3 separate regions of the Gossypium hirsutum genome follow, and all the other regions are linked to region 1. A link is a contact called in public Hi-C data. All regions are on one chromosome and are shown on one strand. The core of a region is the stretch at or near the end of the contact, and the rest is flanking DNA. Distances in the headings are between cores, read along the strand shown.

Evidence for each region. Hi-C and Micro-C count contacts between places; a contact is called where the count stands out from the background.
Region 2: a Hi-C map of leaf shows a contact between it and region 1, with 2.5 times the contacts expected there. The contact joins the enhancer-like site here to the promoter of LOC107921581 in region 1. A contact is called at or near these places in 3 of 34 Hi-C or Micro-C datasets (all in leaf).
Region 3: a contact with region 1 is called in a Hi-C map of leaf, with 2.3 times the contacts expected there. The contact joins the promoter of LOC107922301 here to the promoter of LOC107921581 in region 1. A contact is called at or near these places in 9 of 34 Hi-C or Micro-C datasets (callus and leaf).

What each region holds. Positions count from the first base shown.
Region 1 is chrD01:50,970,327-50,972,929 of Gossypium_hirsutum_v2.1, reverse strand. LOC107921581 (axial regulator YABBY 4) reads left to right here and starts at 1,304. Exons shown (of 7, transcript XM_041087375.1): 1 at 1,304-1,507. The coding sequence starts at 1,505.
Region 2 is chrD01:51,167,950-51,170,552 of Gossypium_hirsutum_v2.1, reverse strand. No RefSeq gene overlaps it. Among protein-coding and RNA genes, the nearest start is that of LOC107921854, 10 kb to the right of the region's middle. Within about 2 kb of position 1,317, at least 7 of the 9 cell types and tissues checked have an H3K27ac peak or open chromatin away from gene starts, as enhancers often do. A contact at or near this core is called in leaf, where this site is marked.
Region 3 is chrD01:51,129,630-51,132,232 of Gossypium_hirsutum_v2.1, reverse strand. LOC107922301 (putative nuclease HARBI1) reads right to left here and starts at 1,281. Exons shown (of 5, transcript XM_041087376.1): 1 at 704-1,281. LOC107922302 (ABC transporter C family member 8) reads left to right here. Exons shown (of 5, transcript XM_041087378.1): 5 at 1-5.

The DNA of each region.
Region 1 (2,603 bases), core at 55-2,554:
GTATATTTCCTTTAACAGAACACCTGGAATCTTGCCTATCTTCATAAACTATCCCATCTCTTTGCTATGTTCTAGAAAGTGAGTCAGCCCCAGGCATGAATGGTGACCCCTTGAACCAACAATCCAACAAATTCAATTAACGAATTTTGACATAATCCATGACTGTTAGGTCTTCCCATACCAACAACACAATAGTACAGCCTGATATTCTGATCATCGTCAGGCTTTTACCACACGCACCACTTAATTCATTTACTTAGTTGGTATTTAAATTTATATATCATCACCCAGGTTGTTATTTCCGCACTAACAAATGTTGACGTTACCCCGATGGCCAATCCTACTAGTGACATGTCGTAGCCTCTTAGTATGACTTGTGATAGATATAAATTAAAAAATTGTAAATCTTTTAGAAAATATAAATTACGTTTAAAAATGTATAATTTTTTGGACAAGTACAAGTATCAACTAGGTACTTTTTGAACAAGTTCATGGAGCAAACTACATATTAACCCTTAAAAAAGTAATACTATTAACAAATTAGGATAATGTGTGTAACTAAATATAAATTCAGATGCCAACTAAAAAAAATGCCACTTAGATACTTTTAGGCAAGTTTAAAAACTGAAAATAAAATAGGATTATGATTGTATGGTGAAGAAAGCTGTTACTAATCTGAAAACATCAAGAATTGCATCATGAAGTAGGAAGGATGTCGACTAAGGTTTTCATAAAAGTTTATATATGATGTTAGTTTTGGCAGACATTGCACTATGCGGTATTGCGTATGTTTAAGTGATAGGGTTAACTGTTTTATTAATTTAAAAGTGGAAGATGAAATGTGTGTGGGTGCACGTATGGATCCATCAATTAAAGTGGGTTTATCCCAAAATGGTTAAAAATTGAAAGCATATGAAAATTATATTAAAGTTATAGGAAGCATTGAGAGTCTTGATGATTTGAAGATGCTGTATTGACATTTCCATATATGAAGTATGGATGGTGGGGACATCACAGGGAGCACATGGGTGAGACAGTCAACAAGAGAGTGAAAGCAAGGTGAAATGGAAAATGGGGAAATAAATGTGAGCATTAAGGATGATGGTAGTGCATGCAAGGCAAGTAACAAGAACAAAGACAGCAGTGGAAAGTAGGGAAGTGAGGGCATTGCTCATTATCTCAATCAAACTTACCTTGTTTGAGGAAAGACAAAACCTGAGATGCCTATTTTCCTTCTCCATACACTCTTCTAGAAACTTCCCCTCCTCTTTTAAATGGTAAAAAAAAGCCTCTTGCCCTGAACTAGAGAGTAAATGTTACAGAAAACAACACATGAAAACCATTAGTCACTATGTCCCTTTTTCATCCTTTTAATGGAATTGGCTAACATCAAATGCTACACACCAAGGTTGAAGCTTGCGATTGTTTTTAGCAATTTAATTAAAACTCTGTGTGAATCACAACGTTGACAAGCTTGGGAGGGCTACTTTTGTCAGAACATGAAATGGTATTTCTTTCTTTTCTTTTTCTATTATTTTCTAAGAGAGATGATAACTGGGGGAAATGCTAGTCTCTTTTTTTTTTCTTTTCTTTTTCTATAAATATTCAAATATTTAACTTACAGTTGCATCATTGTAATTGTAAAGCACATGAGTGATTATATATTGAATTTTGGAGTAGAATTTTTTTTTGGAAAAGTAGATATGAAGTGATTATGACAATTGCCTATTCCGTCTCAACTCACCTATTATTTTATCATTATATATATATTATTTTTTATTATTTTTTGAAACATTATGTTTAAATATTTATTTGACACTAAAAAATGATAATATTAAAGATAAGTAACAAAAATTAAATTGACGCAGAACTGGGTGGGGTAGGACGAATATGGATGCATTCAACATCCATAAAAGTGATAATAATTTTTAAAATTATATATCTAATATGGAGCGAAGTGGATAGTGTAGCAGAGCATATTAACTATGAAGTGATGGTGGATTTATAGTAATATCTGTCCTCTCTCGTTCCATTGTCTTCCCTAAACTTATCTATGAATTTTATAATTTATTATTATTTTATACACTCAAATTTATTTTTTCACAAATGAGTTATGCTGTCTCATACATATGACAGGGTTATAACTTTGCTCGTAGAAATTTGTTATGCTATTGTAGATATAGAAGATACTTAAAATATTATATCTTACTTTATGATTATGATTTTGAGGTTATTTTTGTTTTTTTATATTTAAAAAAAGAAAAAAAATGCAAACTCATATAATAAAATTTGAAACTTATGTTATTTTTATTTTATTATTTCAATAAAGTTTAATTTTTACAACAATATTTTATAAATATATTTATTATATAAAAAAATTTCCATCATAAGTTAGTACAATTTATTATCGTGAATTTAAGCATTAACCACATATTTTAATCTGCTGCAACAACAACAAAGATTTGCCATATTTGAATATCATTTATTGTTCCACGAATGTATGTACTTAGTTTAAATTTGTTTAGCAACAATAATGAAAGCGCAATGCTTAAGGAATTAAGTGGTATAAGATATAACTAAAGAAAGGTAATATCCTTGTAATT
Region 2 (2,603 bases), core at 68-2,567, 200 kb before region 1:
TTGAAAGATAGAGATTATTTTCGGGCAAAGCTAGGGATGGCAATGGAGCAGGGTGTGGGCGAATATTGCTAAATCCACTACTACTCCACAATTGGCACGATCTTCACCACCACCTGCCCTTCTCCATTATGGATATATAATCTTGAAAACAACTACCACCTTCATGGATATTGGATGCATCCATCCCCGCCCCACCTGGCTCCGCTTCAATTTAATTTTTGCAACTTATCTTTAATTTTTCCAATCTTTTTAAATTCAAGTAAATATATAAACATAATTCTTCAAAAAAAATTAAACATAAAATATATTTTTCTATATTATGTTATTACATTTTTACCCTTTAATATTTTATATATAAAAGGATAAAATGGTAATTTCATACAATAGAGCGGGCCGGGGTGAGGGAAGCAATTACGATAACCACTCCATACCCACTATCCAAAAGAAAAAAATCTATCCCGCTCCACCCTACATCCACTTTTCAAGCAAAAATAATACGCTCTAAGAATCCATCGGGTGTTTTAGATTTTTCCATCTTTAGACAAGGCCCCGTAAACATAGGGAAATCGAACTAAATAAATATTTCGTTGTCTTCATTCCTATTTTCTATCGCAATGACACTTCAAGTAGGCATTGCTCCCTTATTATTTCAAGTTTCTACTAAGTTTTTAACAGACTATTCTCTAAATAAAACCCCGTAAACATAAAAGATTTTAAATTGCGTAAAAAAAACTTCTAATGTCTATTTCTATTTTTTCTAGTAGTAGTCACTCTGAATCAACTGGAACTCCTTTCAAGGGTAAAATTATTATTGTACCCCACTTTATTTTAAAATAATTATTATAAATATAATTTTAGTTATTATTTAATATAAAGTTTCTATCATTTTAATATTTTATTTAATAAATTTAAATATTATATAATATAAAATTTTTAATGTATATTTTATTTTTTTAATATTTTTTTTACAAAAAATAGTTTTAACAGAGTTTAATTGTTTATTATATTTATAATAAAAATGTTGTTGATACACTACTAATTTTTTAATTATTATTTTCTATAAATATTTTTAAAAATATTTATTTATTAGCTTCAAAAGTATTAAATAAAATACCACTTTCTTTATATATTTATACCTTTAAATAATATACTTCTCATTATGATTCATTCAACTGCCATTAATTGAATTCAAACACATATTCTATTATTGATTTTAATTTTTTTTAATAATTTGCTGGGTATTATTATTAGAACACCAAACACAATGTAGCCCAATAAAAGGCAAAAAAGTAGGCCCAATTATATGACCCAACCCCGCGAAAAGGCAGGAGATGCTCTGAAAGCCTCCAAATTGTAACAGGTACAATTAATATTAGCACGACTCCTGAAAACACAAACAGAAAAAGCTTCCAACTTTAATGGTTTCTCTTTTCAAAGTTTCAAGAACTGTTCATCTGCTTCCTCCATCTCTTTAGATCCCCCATCTCTCCAATTTTCATGACAGATTACTCACCCATCAGATCGGCAAGCTGCATAATCGTTCTCTCTCGACCTCCTCATATTCCAATGTTTCTTTTGTCTCAAACCCTCCGTCGCAAGTAGATGAGCCACTCCATTTTTTAACATTCCCCGTATTTGAACTTGCATATTTGAAAACTCCTGCTAAGCCCTTGACAGTCTTTTATGTAGGCATGGATTTTTGATTTGTCATTATCCTTCTGCTGTGCTTTTTTTATGACAGACAAGGCATCACCTTCTATCTCCACGGTAGTGAAACCCAAATCCAGTCCCATTTGAAGACATTAAATACAAGTCAGGGCCTCTGCTGTAAAAACCGAAGGTATGTTATCATTGAGAACAGTTCTAGAACCCAGGACTCTTCCATTTGCACCCTGAATCACTAGCCCTGAAATTTTCAAAGAACCAGGTAACCCAATCCAGAAAACACAGATTTTCAAATTAGCTAAGCCATGCACATTGTAATTGTCGCCAAATCTCCTTGATCGCAGGGCAGTCCCTAAAAGCATGCTTTAAAGTCTCTGTTGAATCTGCACATTTAGAACAAACAGTTTCGTTTGATAACCGCTTGTAATATAAATTACATAGAGTAGGGATATAATTCTTCGAGCATCTCCAGAATGTAATTTTCAATTTGGTGGGTAGTTGTAGGCCCCATAATTTTTTGTAAAACTGTCTGTATGTTGTCTGTTCAAGTAGAAGGTTAGGGTCCATTGATTGTTGTAGAAGCAATTTATAAGCACTGCGGACAGAATAGTCACCAGAGACCTCTCCTTTCCACACTTGAAAATCCTCATGTGCAATCCTCACCAAAGGAATTCTTAAAATTCTTTCAGCATCAATCTTAGAAAAGGTATTATGAATTAGCCCTTCATTCCACTGCCTTGAATCCCTTTCAATTATATCTGCCACCATCATTGAATCTGGGATAAGATCACTCATTCATACTTTGTAATTAACAAAAGCCTAGAACCCAAGTAGCCTTCGTAATTGAGATGTTAGTACTTGTTCCCACTCGCCACCACATTCCATCCTGTAGAATTCCTTTTGAAGCCCAAATACTTCGTCAAGTATATGAAGGTATA
Region 3 (2,603 bases), core at 32-2,531, 160 kb before region 1:
ACCAATAAGCAATGAGTTTTTTTCTTTTAAGATCAAATTCGAAGCTATGATGAGATTGATTTGACTTTAATTGGAGATATACTTAATGAATTTGTAACCTAGAGGGAACGGAACTAAGGAAATGGAACGGAATCAACATTGTAAAATGCATCTTCTAGAGAAATGTTGCATGTGGATTGATGAATATTGAAGATGATGAAATGTAGAATGTAGTTGAATTGTGTTTTGTTATAGCAGAGGTTTAATACTGAATTTTAAGTAAAAGTGCACGCGTAGAGATGAGGTTTTGTTTCCTTTGCGAAGGTTTGTGCTTTACCACCTTGATTGGTCTGTTGTTATACAGGAACTCAAAGATTGCATTAAGGGATTGCTGTATTTGGTGGGAGTGGTAGAACATCGAATCCGGGTTTTCAGAACTGATGGATACGGATAGAGAGAGACACAGAGACAAAGAAACATGTTTTCTATTTTAACTCAATGTTTTTAGTTTTTGTTAGGATGAATGCATGTATTACACCCCCCAAATAAATAAAGCAAGCCAAAACAAAGAAAGAGTTAAAATTCGGTTTGGGTTTTGATTCCAGAAACCCTATGCTAACATAATTTGTTTTGTCCATTATCTTAGCAGCCAATACCATCTGTTTCATCATGCATAAAAGTTCAGGCAACAAAACTCATCGTATGAAAAAAAAGATAAACTCACCAGTGGTGGAGAAGAGGAACAAAGCACCAGCAGAGGAACAAAGAACCAGTACAAGCAGAGGAACAAATAACCAGCAGAGGAAGAAAGAACCAGCACCAGCAGAAGAACAAAGAACCAGCACCAGCAGAGGATCAAAGAAGCAGCAGATGAACAAAGAACCAGAGATGAGAGAAGAGATGAGAGCAAAGTACCAGTTTGTGTGTGTGGGTAAAAAAGTAAAACAGCAGCTTAGAAGCACTTTTTGGCTGAAAAGCTATAAATTTTTGCTTTTTCATCTGCCCAAAAGTGCTTCAAAGAAGTTGAAAATTTAACCCCAAATGAAGTGTGTTCTTCTTTACTTTTCACCCAAAAGCACTTTTAGGTGTAAAAGTGTTTTTCCACCGGGTAGAAGAACTAGCCCTAACACTTAATTCAGTCAGCTACATTGTTTATGATAAGTACAAGCAAATTGATGAGAAAGAAGAGGAAGCAACGGAGGGCCGGTTTGAATTTGTATCGTTGAATTTTAAAACACAGTGGCCCAGTGGCCCGATTTAGACAAATAATGGGGTGAAATACTTAAGATTATTTAAAAAAAATTATTGGATGAAGTCGATTTTTTAAAAATTTTTAGTTGGAAGCGACCGCCTCCAAGTAACAGCTATTTTTTTCTATATAAACCCCAATTTTTTTTTCAATTCCATCTCAACTCATCTCTCTCTCAATTGTTTCTTAATTTCTCAACTCTTTTTTTATTAAATTTGTATTAAGGTTTTTTAAATTAATTTTTGCATTACAATTTATTTCGTATTTTTAAAATTAGTAATGAAAAAATCTCTAATTCGTTTGAATGACAAGCACATTTCGGTTGATCAATTACAAATGGTAAGAATTTTTTATTATATTTAATCTAATTTAATTTAAATATTTTCTTGTTCTACTAAAATTTAATAATATGTATTTTTTTAATATAGTTGGAAGATCGGATTTTAGAGATGTATATTTGTAAGCTACCCGCTCCTCTACTGTCCTTAATCGAACCATACTTGAGAGATGAGGGATTTTTGCATGTGACTCGTATGGGTAGGGGGTGTGAATTGGACTCCACACTTGTAAACGCGTTGGCGGAAAGGCGAAGACTCGATACGCACACATTTCATCTTCCATAAGACGAGTGTATTGTCACACTTGAGGACGTGCAGTTACTGCTCAGGTTATCGGTGGATGGGCCGGTAGTAACTGGGTTAGTTGTCACAGTTGATTGAAGAGGTGTATGCGAGTAACTTTTAGGAGGGTTTCAGACACGATTTATGAAGCCTAAATAGAAATGAATTAGTTGAAAAGAAATTTTGGTGGGCTGATGCGGAATTGAGTGAAGTCTAAAGAGAACAACACGCTCGGGCGTACATCTTTATGATCATCGAGGGTCTCTTAATGCCTGATAAATCATGAAATCTTATCCGTTTAAGGTGACTACTAAAACTCGTGGACTTTAGACGTGTTGGGGGTCAGTTGTGTTTGCGACATTGTATCGGTAGATCTGTTGAACGATGGAACCACAAATAAAATCAGTGGTTGCATGTTACTACTGCAATTATGGGTGTGGTACTGACTGCCATTTTTATGTCTTCAAGCGAACTACCCTTATACATTCTCATTCATAACAAGGTAAAATTTATTAGATAATATATTTATCATAATAAAATTATTTAAATTTTAAATTATTGTGTTAACATATTATTTCAATAGGTGGAACCATGTGCTGAGTTACGTGGGACTACGGAGAAGCTTTAAGATATACAACTTCTGTTAGATCAATGATCGGAAGCAAATGTATGCATTTTTTAAATTTGAATTATATAATATTAACGTAGTTTATTTAAAAATTAATAGTATATATAATTAAAATTTTTATTATTTT